2 separate regions of the Aedes albopictus genome follow, and region 1 is linked to region 2. The links are chromatin contacts, called in public Hi-C maps. All regions are on one chromosome and are shown on one strand. The core of a region is the stretch at or near the end of the contact, and the rest is flanking DNA. Distances in the headings are between cores, read along the strand shown.

The links. Hi-C and Micro-C count contacts between places; a contact is called where the count stands out from the background.
Region 1: a contact with region 2 is called in a Hi-C map of whole body, with 8 times the contacts expected there. The contact joins the promoter of LOC109407713 here to the promoter of LOC109431296 in region 2. A contact is called at or near these places in 2 of 3 Hi-C or Micro-C datasets (embryo and whole body).

What each region holds. Positions count from the first base shown.
Region 1 is chr3:237,854,422-237,860,682 of AalbF5, reverse strand. It overlaps LOC109407713 (gametocyte-specific factor 1 homolog), which reads right to left and starts at 3,127. Exons shown (of 1, transcript XM_062859677.1): 1 at 1,284-3,127. The coding sequence starts at 2,905. The coding sequence ends at 2,363. All of the region lies in intron 2 of LOC115264580 (F-box/LRR-repeat protein 16), which reads right to left.
Region 2 is chr3:237,608,955-237,615,235 of AalbF5, reverse strand. LOC109431296 (ecto-NOX disulfide-thiol exchanger 2) reads right to left here and starts at 4,921. Exons shown (of 5, transcript XM_029868416.2): 1 at 4,758-4,921; 2 at 3,499-4,662. The coding sequence starts at 4,806.

The DNA.
Region 1 (6,261 bases), core at 1,878-4,377, 250 kb before region 2:
CCGTGGAAGAAGCCAAATTTGGGTTTTCTTGAATTAACCCAAATTTGCGTCATTTGAGGCCTCCGTTGAGTGAAAATAACTTACCACTGGGTTAATTTTTTTGCCGCTCTCAAACGAGAACTACTCACTCACCACTTTCGCTGTTTAACGCAAATTTGAGTTATTCCACGGAAGACCGGGATTGCGTCAAAACAACTTAAATTTGGGTTGATTTGTAGTTCAGTGCATAGTCACTCTGAAGCCGCACAAATTCTCAAAAGAACTATCACACGCAGGCGAGTACACTTCATCAGCACAAAGATGGGTGCCAAAGTGATTTCCCGTTTGATTTTATTGGAAGTTCGGCACTGGTGCCGAGAATTGGCGTTGGACTAGGTGCAGTAAACTCGTTCAAAATCAACTTTCCGGCGAAAAATGTTCACAACAATCACTGTTAACAACAAGTTTACGCAATAAGGTATTGCAGACTACATCCCAAATTGGACTATCACACTTTTTTGATACGCCTAAAAAGTGTGATAAAAGTGCACATTTGCCTCAGATCGTCTCGACGTCTTCGGTGCACTTATTCCTCTATTTACAAGGAATAAGTGCACCGAAGACCTCAACTCGATCCGATGTGGTCCTGCGCTGCAATCACACTTTGAAGGTCTGTGCACACTATTGTGTCAGTCCAATTTGGGGTGCAGTCAGCAATACCTGATTCAGCATGGAAGAAGTGGACAAAAACGGTCGTTTCGTTGAGAATTTACTTAATACACCATTGTGTTTACCTGTTGTGCAAGCATGGGGTCAAAACCCCTACTACATTCACGATGTATGCGAAAATTGTAGTCTGATCAACATTTTGGGACATTTCACAGAATTGAAACATTGTGAAATAGTATCAAAAGAAGCTCCGAATCTTCGAATGATTGGTAAGAAAACCAATATTTTCATCAACCTTCAGAGTCAGCTAATGCACGAAGAAGGTTAAAATCGAAGCTATCTGATATAAATAGAAGAATATTTCCAGCGTACCGTGATATCCCCTAATTCTCATTACTTTTTTTTCCGAATTCTAGTTCCTCCACACCATGCAAAACAAATGGGGTGAACGGAATAAGGAACCGAAAAAATGATTGGAATTACTTAGGTGATGTTGCGGTATATTACATTTAATAATAAAAAACAGTTACGATTTCGTAAATACTGTGCAAAAAGACAAGCAATGGTCAAGTTATTATTCCGTTAATGAAATCGCATGTGTGGATGTGATATAGAAACAATTGAAAAACTCTACATGCGGTTGATCTTTTGTTTATTTCTGTACAAAAATATTAAAACAAAAGCCCGAAGTACCCAGAAAGTCATTTGCAGAGAACATGGCAATACTTTTTTTTTCGACAGCTAAATTTAATTAATGTGGACCGATCACACGAAAGTATATTCAAATAAAAACATTGTTTTTCTTTTTCATAACACGAATCAAATAAACAAAATCATTTCAATACGTTTCAAGCTGTGTTCAGGCAGGAAAAATGTCGCACCAACTTTAAATATATTGTGTGCATTAAACGGATGTAAGGTGAGGCACAGACAAACAGACGTATCACTTGGAACAAAATGCGATAAAAATCATCGTCACGAAAGCATGATCGACCAATGCTTATAACGCTGTGTTTCGCAAATCCACTGAATAGATGGCGGTAGTGAGCAAACGTCAAACAGGAGCAAAAGCGATGCGAGAGCCGTGAGCGAGCGATTTGCAAACTACAGAACATTTGAATTATCCGTTAAAAAGGAAAACGATGGATAGTGAGTAGAGTGATTGTGACAATGTAGCTAGGTATAACGGTAGCGAGAAACTGAAAACAATTATCCTGAAAAGATTCTAATATATAATTCAATATTGATTCTCTGCCATCATCATAATTATCAAACAAGGTTTTTTTTATTTGTAGTTCTCAAAAGTGCCGATTGATCTGCGCTGAAGCTTTCTCACTGTTGAAAATAATATCGTAATTGAAAATGATCGATAGTTAATGTCATTCAGATCATCAATCATTAGATATATGCCAATGAATTCTATTTGTTCTACATTAAGGTCTGTTTATGAATTGATCACGCTTTGTTTACATTCAGTGTACAAGCGATTACCTACTTTTTAAGCTTCAGTATTTTATTTGAAAACCAAAATCTGAATCGTTGAAACAAGAGCTAGAAAATGGAAGTGCTGTTTTGTTGGCAATGCGTCATCTCTGCAGTCTGAACACAGCATAAAGATTCCCGTATTATCACGGTTTTAACAGTATATATGAAACATAAACAATTATGACCTCATTGCCAGTAACAGGCAAACGACGAAACATAAATATTTTAATCACTCTTTTAACTTCAAATCCTCCAACCGGAGCCGTTCACTCTCGTAGAATGCTTTCTTCTCCGATGGCGTCTTCAAGGTTGCTTTTCTAATCACTTTTGCCGTTTCGCAGTATTTTTGTGGGTTGTATGCCGGGGCATTCATATCATCCCAACATTCATCGTCGTCCAGCAGGGATGACTTTTGCTCAGGTTCTGGCTCCTCGTCACTCGTTTTGTCTCGGTACTTTTTGTACAGGTCCTTGGGAGGGCTGTTATTGTAAACAAGCTCCGGCTCTTTCATGTCTTTTTCCTTTGTTCCCGTCGTGATGTAGTACTTGTATGTTTCGAAGGAAGCACGGTCTTCACAGTTCTGAGCGTGCAATTTTAGCTCCAGCGCTGCCACTCGATGGGATTCGTTGAACGGACAGGAAACAAATTTCTGATTCGGGTGGTTTTTTCGGCACTTGAAAAGATGTTTGGACATAGCGTGAGCTTGGATCCTGTGTGCCTTTTCGTATGGACACTGCAGTAATTCATTGTATCCGGGTGGGGTAGTAGCCATTGCTAGATTTGAAGCTAACTTTTTTCCTCGCAAAAAACAACTCAATTCCGATAAACTTAACTTCACGAACTACTTCTTATAATGAACTTCTAAAAGACACGTCATACGTTTACGAAAGCTTTGGTAGTAAAACGAAAATTTGGAATTTTCTACCTAAATTTCATAACACAGCCGATCGATTTCACAACATAACAAAGTATTTGACAGACGCTCTAGTACTGCACACTCCACTGAGTAAGGACTATCTGCGCATGTGCGCTAGCACTGTTGATGGCAGAGCAGGAAGGTAACCCAATCGAAACTGGTGTGCGTAGTAATGCATTGAATAGAAGAATAAATATTTTCGTTGTACACATTCGTTGCGTTCGGCCTGGTAGTGGCATGCGAATTTCCAACATAAAAACAGGCCTGATAAGCTGTTCAAATAGTTGAGACATGGAAAATCTCTCTCTTGTTAATTTCTGCAGATGTTAAAGGCCGTATCAATAGTGTTAACCGTGGAATTCACTTCACACTGACCTCAAAATACGACTGAAGATAGGAGATTGAACCCATTTTACTAGGAATATTGTCAGCGTCATTATTTATTCTCAATTAAATTATAAAAATGGGCAATATAGTCTTTAAAAATTATTTGTGTTCATCTAATCATTCGATCTTTATTAATAGGGTTGATCGAACAGAGGAGAGTTTTAAGGTCGAAGAAGTCATCAACATTGAAATTTCGAATGCAGTTTTTCCATCAAGACATAAGGCAGCGTCCATATAATACGTAACGCTAAAATCGGCATTTTTCAACCCCCCTCCCCCCTCCGTAACCCTTTTTGTATGAAAATTTTTGTATGAGCCGTAACCACCAGGGTGCGAGGCCGCCATGTTTAAGAATCCAACATCTTGTATGTAAACATTTGTGTATCCACAAAGGATTCCATTGTGGATACACGATAGATGTTGGCTCCTGTCAGATGCATTAGGTGGGATTAGGGTTGCCACATACGTGGCCGTAACGCTTGGCTGCACTTCCCCCCTCCCCCTAGAGCGTTACGTAATTTGTGGACGGCGCCTAATTGTTGGTTATGAAAATACTTATCGTCATTTTATTGTGGATTTACCGGCTACTTGTATTCTACCGGTTACTTGAGTAGCCGTTACAAAGTAGCCGTTTTCATATAAAAGTCAACTTGATTGTCAAAAAATGCATGTCGCTGAATAGCTAGTGGCAACGAGGAATAGCGCATACAATAAAAATGTTTAAACACATTTTTATGTTACTTTTTTTTTTATAAAACGGCTACTTTGGAGGCCATACTGAAGCGACCGGTAGAATACAAGTAACCGGTAAATCCACAATATTCAGTAGAAATATTAAACGCTTACCAACAAGAACCGTCATCCCACTAATTGACATTTGTTACCTGTAAAGAAAGAGAAAAAAAAAACATTAATATGGAACTATTGAAAACTGATCAATTTATTTCAAACGAAGATATGACTAAATTTTACATGCTTGTGGCAAGGCTCAAGTAACGAAGAGTTTACATTTGTTCTTCTTCTTCTTCTTTTTTATGGCTCGACGTTCGCATTGGAACTTGGCCTGCCTCTCTTCAACTTAGTGTTCTCAGAGCACTTCCACAGTTATTAATTGAAGGGCTTTCTTTGCCTGCCATTGCATGAATTTGTATATTGTGAGGCAAGTACAATGATACACTATGCCCAGGGAGTCGAGAACATTTTCCCGACCGGAACGGGAATCGAACCCGCCGTCTCCGGATTGGCGATCCATAGCCTTAACCACTAGGCTAACTGGAGACCCAGTTACATTTGTAAGTAGTTTTAAATTCGAGTAAGTGGAAGTTAGCGAAACTACGGACTTGACCGGCGCTGTTATTGATCCAACATGTATGAGCAGCTTAAATTGACAATGAGTTGAGTGTCCCAGCCCCTTATTCAGTTGAATATATGTGCAATTCAGTTCAATCACGGAGAAGCAACCATTGACGTGCGGTCAGTCTAAGCTAAGCTAAGAAGATCTCATGGAAATTCCGTCTTGAAGATCTCCAGGAAACCCGTCACAAATTACAACTCGCAAGATTTCCTACAGGAATTAATCCAGGAATTTCTGAAGAAGCTCCTGTGGGACATTCTCCGGAAATTCCACTTTCAGAATTTCTCATAGTAATGCTTAATTTCTTCAGAAGTTCCTCTGGAGCCAGCACCTTCAGGAGTTGTTCGTGAATTCCTTTAAAAATCTACTGGAATTCGTTCGTTTCCTAGAGATATTTTTCAAGTACTTTGACTGACTTTTCTCCAGAAGGTACTCTAGCAATCCTGTCACGGGATTCTTTGAGGAGTTTCTTTAAGATCTCTTTAAGATGCAGAGCAAGCACGATGATCTTGTCAATCGCTGCTCGGCGACAGGTCTTATCTTCAATGTTAACAAGACCAAATCGTTAGATTTAAACACGGCCAACCCTTCCAAATTTACGGTAGCTGGACAAGCAGTGGATAATTTTGATAGCTTCCAATATCTTGGCAGCCAAATGGTGGCCGATGGTGGCACCCTGTGGCACCAAGATCGACATAGGACGGATCAAGAGAGCGAAGGCTCATTTTGCGACTCTAAGAAATGTGAAATTTGGTTTGTATCAGTGGAGAACACTCAACTGCTGCAGGTCTTCATCAACAGATGCCTGCGGTATATAATTCATGAATGATGGCCTCACAATTAGATCTCTATCGTGGATCTCCATCGTCGATGTCATCTAAAGCCGATAGCGACAGAAATTCGGGAGCGAAAGTGGAGATGGGTCGGCCCCACTTTACGCAGGGGCGTAATCTGCAACAAGCGTAAGATTGGAACTCAGCAGGACATCGCAGCAGAGGCAGACCCAGAGGCTCATGGCGGCGCAGCCTCAACAACGAAATAAAGCAGGTCGACAGAAATTTAACCTGGTCACGGGTCAAGGCGATGGCTGGCAATCGCCCAGGATGGAAATCTTTCAATTCGGCCCTCTGCACCACCATGATGGGTGCCCAGGACTGAAAGTAGTATGTATGAGCAGCTTAATTTGCACTTTGGGAAAAAGTAGAGTGTCCTAGCTCCTTATTCAGTTGAATCTCAGTGCAATTTCTACCAGTTCAGTTCAATCACAGATAAGCAACCATCGACAGTCTAAGCTAAGTTAACAAGTTCTTAGGGGAGCGAATACAAGAGAAGGTCCCCCGGGAGACCTCCACGATTTCCTATGGAAATCCCGCCTTGAAGTCCTCCAGAGGGCCCGTTGCAAAAAACACCTCGCAAGATTTCCTCCAGAAATTAATCAAGAAAATGACACCTTCAAGACTTCTCAAGCCTG
Region 2 (6,281 bases), core at 3,672-6,171:
AATCGAGGTTATAATACTTCCACGAGCTTTCAATGTTCTTTCGACACGGTTTGGAATCGGGATCACTAGTTAAGGCCATTGGCGTTTGGTGTATTTTGATCAAATACCTATGAAAACTCCAACGAGTACCTGGCAATTTTTAGTTTGATAGTTTTACAACTGATGATCAATGATAATTTTACAACTGATGATCAAGTGTTCTCAATGCGGTTGTTAACTAGGCTAGTTGGCGATTAAGCTGGGATAAGAAATTCATGGCTTTGAAACAAAGAATTGATAGAAAATCGCGTTAAGTACTGTTCCTTTGAATTCCACTAAAAATTTGCATCCTATGACAGATACGTATTTCGACCTCAACTGTAAGGTCGTCTTCAGTGTCTTGTACTTGAGTCGAGTCAAGTACAAGACACTGAAGACGACCTTACAGTTGAGGTCGAAATACGTATCTGTCAAAGGATGCAAATTCTTAGTGGAATTCAAAGGAACAGTACTTAACGCGATTTTCTTTTTATTTACAGATATTCCCCTAACAAGCCCAGGTTAATCATCATCAAAAGAATTGATATTTCAACTTGTTATATGAATCATTGTCTTGCTGGAAGTACCATTTATCACCATTATAACTAAAGTTTTCATCAAAATGTTTATCCTACACAATAGGTAGGGTGATGATCGTTTGGCATTCAGCATACCCTTATATAAAATCAGGGGATCAATATCTTGTGCAGAAAATATATCCCCACACACTATTATTACTCCACCTCTTTGCAATCGTGTTTGGATGCTAAGTTGTATATGGCGTTATTCTACTCGCCAACTAACAGACACCCCATATTCCAGTGAATTTCCTCAAAAGCAATAAAATCAATCAATCAAACAACATGATACCATTGTATTTTGTTCCAATAGACATGTTTTTGGCTCCATTCGAGGCATTGGTAATTTGTTTACTGTATCGAACTGGACACCGCTTTTTTGAGTAGCTGTAAAACTTACAACGACAAGTGGGACTGGATACTAAGGGCCTGTCCATAAACTACGTAGACTCTTAGGGGGGGACGGGGGGGTCTGGCCAAAGTCTACGCTCCATACAAATTTCGAAAATTTTGTATGAACAAAAGTCTACGGAGGGGGAGGGGGGGTTCTAAGATGGCCCAAAATGAGTCTACGTAGTTTATGGACAGCGCCTAACAGTGTGTAAGACTGCAATTCTTCAATAAAAGCTGAACTGCCCGTTTAATAGGAAGGTAGACTGAATGCCATTTGGTATGTCAGAATTATTTTCAATGTTCGCGAGAAATATCTCAATTAGAACGTTGGTCGTAATGATGGCTACAGGTATTTCGAACAAGCCAACGCTTCACCTCACTATTCAAAATAATAAATTTTAATGCCACACAATCAAAACTAATCCATTACAACTTATCCAAACTTAAAATCATTTAGACACGGTTGGAGGACATTTACTGTTAACTTCAAATTTATAAACTAGAAATCACAAGAATCTCGATATACCTGTCATGGACATTTTATAAAACACAAAAAATAAACTCATAAATTAGTGATCTCGATTCTAAACCGTACTAACAGTTCTGCTAAACAGAATATTTGAGAATCCTGATGATTTTTATTATTAACGTCTGAGATAGAACATCAAAGGGCCCATATAGCCGAGGCGGTAAACGCACGGGTATTCAGCATGACCATGCTGAGGGTGACGGGTTCGATTCCCGGTCGGTCTAGGATCTTTTCGTAAAGGAAATTTCCTTGACTTCCTTGGGCATAGAGTATCTTCGTGCCTGCCACACGATATACGCATGCAAAATGGTCATTGGCAGAGGAAGCTCTCAGTTAATAACTGTGGAAGTGCTCATAGAACACTAAGCTGAGAAGCAGGCTTTGTCCCAGTGAGGACGTTACGCCAAGAAGAGGAGAGAGAGGATAGAACATCAAACTTTCTTAAGAAGGTCTTAAAGTGCCTATAATTTTGGCCAGACAATTTTCGACCAAATTCAAGATTTAAATTCATTCTCTTTCGTTAAGTTTCACCTCATGTTGGAAACAATGCAATTATATTTTGTGATCAATAAACAATAATACCAAAGTTATTGCATTTGAATAAAGCTATTTCAAAGGGAGATTTATAAACCTAAACATCGCATCACCATCACTGCCTATAATTTTGGCCAGTACTGTATGTACGTTGAGTTATTTAAAAATCATGATAGCATTTTTGGCAAGCCATCTTGATGTAGCAACTGAATTAGAACCGATATAGATTAATTTCACAGTTTATTACCCGTGAATTAGTTTAATCAATTTAGTCAGTCAAGCCTATAGTTGATCGCTGACAGTAGTAAGTAAATTATATTATTGTTTAAAATTAAAATGAATCCAATATTAGTTGTTTTAGGTCGTTGGGCGAGCTGTTGGAAGTGTCGCGTATTTGCATCGCTTAACTGAGCGAGCTTCTAGATATACTTGTAAATGCTGAATTGTGATTAGGGTCGTGTCCACGTTTGGATTGAAACTACATTGATAGCCGTAGAGACAAACGAATTTGTTGGACATCGTATATCCATAAGAGACCAATCTATATATATAAAAATGCAGTGGCATACGTGGGACCGCGCATAACTTGCGAATGGATGGTCCGATTTGGGTCGTCTAAGTTTTGTTCTGTTAGTTTTCACCCAAGGAAGGTTTATGAAGCAAAAAAAACATGGAAAAATTGAGAGTTTTAAAAAATCGGGTTATCATGCATTTTGAACGGGAACTTGAACTTGGCTAGCGACTTGAAACGTCAAAAAACGCAGTAGGCAAGACAAAGTTTGCCGGGTACAGCTAGTTTGTAAGTATAATGTAAGTATAACACAACTCTACCATTGAAGGTTTGTAACTAATAAAATAAATTTAGCTTCAAGATCTACGTCACCCAACACGTTTCTCTGAAGAAGGTCGACAAAAAGAAAGATCCAACATCATGCTTCACCGTGTGTTACCCATTACCAAATGAATACCTGAAACGAATGATTAATTTATGGAGTTTCTACATCCCTACGGCACAAGTTCCGCCGTTATTTTTATAGATAAATTGCTGAATAATTCCCTAAGGAATCTTAACTGAACGTCTTGCAGAAATAATCGGAGAAATGCTGACGGCATTTCTAGAGCAGCTACATATACCTATATTCATGCGTCCTCAAATCACAATGTCTAATTCTGTTACATGTTTTCACTTGAAAAATTAAATTAAAACAACACATCGCACCCCATCCCAACTTACTTCAATGGTTTTGATGAGCATGTTTCTGATCGGGAAAAAGCAATAGTCGGAGAGAGAGAGAGAGGGGGATAGGGAGACTTGTGTGTGTGCTAGCAATCTAGAATAGGTCGCTTCTTACCACATATTTTTGCGCCTCATTAGGAGTCGATCGATCTAGGCTAAGATTCTTTGCCAAATAAGAGCAACAAAAATGGAGAACTGCGTCTACTTACATTGGCTCAACATGCACTGCATCTGCTTCCGGTAGTGCTCTTTGGCGCGGCACAGTTCCTCATCGGTGATGCCTTTCTCGTTAAGTAGGCGCCGCACATGCGAGTTGGTGCTCTGGATCATGGTGTAGAAGCTGTTGGCATTTTTCTTGTTGCAGTCGCCACGTTCGAGCCAGGCGATCAATGTCTGAACCGCTTTGATGAATGTTTCGTCGGTTTTTAGCTTTTCAGCTACTGAAGTGGCCTCATGTTCGGTGTAGTGGGCGATAGGCTGAGGCGACAGCGGCCTGAGGCGATCGTCCTCGACCCGTTCCCGATGGCGACGCTCTCGTTGGAGCTTCCGCTGGCGGCATTCAAAGTCGTACTGATCATCTCGAGCATGGGCGTAGTCGACGTGCAGCTGTCCAAAAGTTGCCGGATCTTTCGGCTCCGGTGAGGTGAAATTGAACCCTCCGGTACTCAGCTTGACCCGATAACCGGATAGGTAGATTGCCGAGTCCACTGATGCCTCGTACACGAACCGGATATGACAAAAGTTCTTTTTCGAAAACCTAAGGGTCGTTATTTCACCGCATCGTTCAAAAATCTCCCGGATAATTTCCTCGGTTATGGAGTTCGGAAGACCGCCCACGAAGACCGTTCTACACCCGGGAGGACGATCAATCGTCTTCGGTGACGGTAAATTCGGATTCGGCGGAAACATGGTACACGATTTGCAGTAAATGATCTCCTTGCTGCCATCCTCAGGTCTAACGATTCCCAGATTCTGCTGACTCAGTTCCACGCCCGGATTTATTTGCTGAGCGGTCATAACGGGAAATGTCTGCATTCCGATCAGCGATGAGCCATCCATCATGTTCATCATTCCCGGGGCCATCATCATAAACCCTTGCGGCTGGGGAATCAACCCATTAAACAGTATCTGCCCACCGGCTTCCACTCCCCCGAGCGGACCACTTTTGTCCTTTTTCTCTCCAACCACCACCTCCTTCATCGAATCCCTCTCCGAAGCCGATTCCAGATCCATCGGAGCAACTCCGGATTGTTGTGTTTGATTCTGTTTGCGGGCATACTCCATCTGACTGTTGCCCAATAACGAAGCACTGGTCGTAGCGATAGGCTGTGCGAGGAATCCACTTCCACCGGCAATGCTGCCCATTATGGGATCTACAAAAAAAAATCCACACGTAAGAAAAATCGATTTTCCACTATCCAAACACAAAAACTTCACTCTTGAAACCGTTAGTTAGGAAAATACTTACGCATTGTGGCAATAGCGTTGCCGGAGAGTGAATTTAACGTGAAGGACATGACTTCGACGTCGTGGCCTATTTAGGTCACTGCAAAATCGAACGCAAAATCACGGACTGCGGGTTTTTACGTAAACAACTCCGTCGCGAAAATTTCACTTTTTCAGCAAGAAGTTCGATAAAAAAAAATGCGAAACACGGGATAAACGTCAAATAAGAAGAGAGATGTACACGATGAAAACTGGTACTGTATGAGAACATCTAGTACGTTTAGCGTGTTTCTTATTGGAAATCTAGTACACCGCCAAACACGACTTATCTGATTACAGTGCTCGACAAAATTTTACAAAAATGGGGCACGTTCGGTGTAGTACTAGATTTGTAGTAATGAGCTGAATTTTTGTATGGTGAGAAGGTCAATTCTCCGTTTCTGCAATGAAATGGTGCAAAAAGTGTGGGTATGGGGCACGTTCGGTGTAGTACTAGATTTGTAGTAATGAGCTGAATTTTAGTATGGTGAGAAGGTCAATTCTCCGTTTCTGCAATGAAATGGTGCAAAAAGCGTGGGTATTATGATTCCTTGCCTAATTTGATGCTGTTTGAGCAAAACTTTGGATAACTATGTTGTTTATGTTACAAGAAATGGAGAAAACAACAACATTGTTGCCCAAAGTTTTGCTCAAACAGCATCAAATTAGGCAAGGAATCATAATACCCACGCTTTTTGCACTATTTCATTACAGAAACGGAGAATTGACCTTCTCACCATACTAAAATTCAGCTCATTACTACAAATCTAGTACTTCACCGATCTGTCCTATTATGATTCCTTGCCTAATTTGATGCTGTTTGAGCAAAACTTTGGATAACTATGTTGTTTATGTTGCAAGAAATGGAGAAAACAACAATACTGTTGCCCAAAGTTTTGCTCAAACAGCATCAATTTAGGCAAGGAATCATAATACCCACACTTTTTGCACCATTTCATTGCAGAAACGGAGAATTGACCTTCTCACCATACAAAAATTCAGCTCATTACTACAAATCTAGTACTTCACCGATCTGTCCTATTGGTGTTATGGGATGAGAAAAAAAGACCCTAGAAGCACCGACGAACTGACGTGACTCTCGATCTCAGGACATGACCGAAAACATTACACGATTAATTCAAAAGCCAGTGATCGCAAATGTCAAACTGAAGTGACGTTTGACAAAATGATGACGCCCATGCAGGCGTCGTCTTGACCGAATAATTTGTAAACAAAAGCACGTGATAGCCGGTAATATGAGTCTGCTGCTTCGCGGGCACTCAGAATGTAGCATTTTACGGTTTACTTAAGCATTTGAATATGAAAATTGAATAATTTAGTTCAACGCCTCAGCCGTAGTTAAATAACACCAAATTTTGGTGGTTGTTACCATCTGTATACGCACCGGATTCAACGAGCGTCGCGACGATGTTGCTGTCTCTGTTGCTGCTGCTGGTGCCGTTAAGATATCGAGTGCTTAGGCGATCACTATTTCACGTTTCGAACT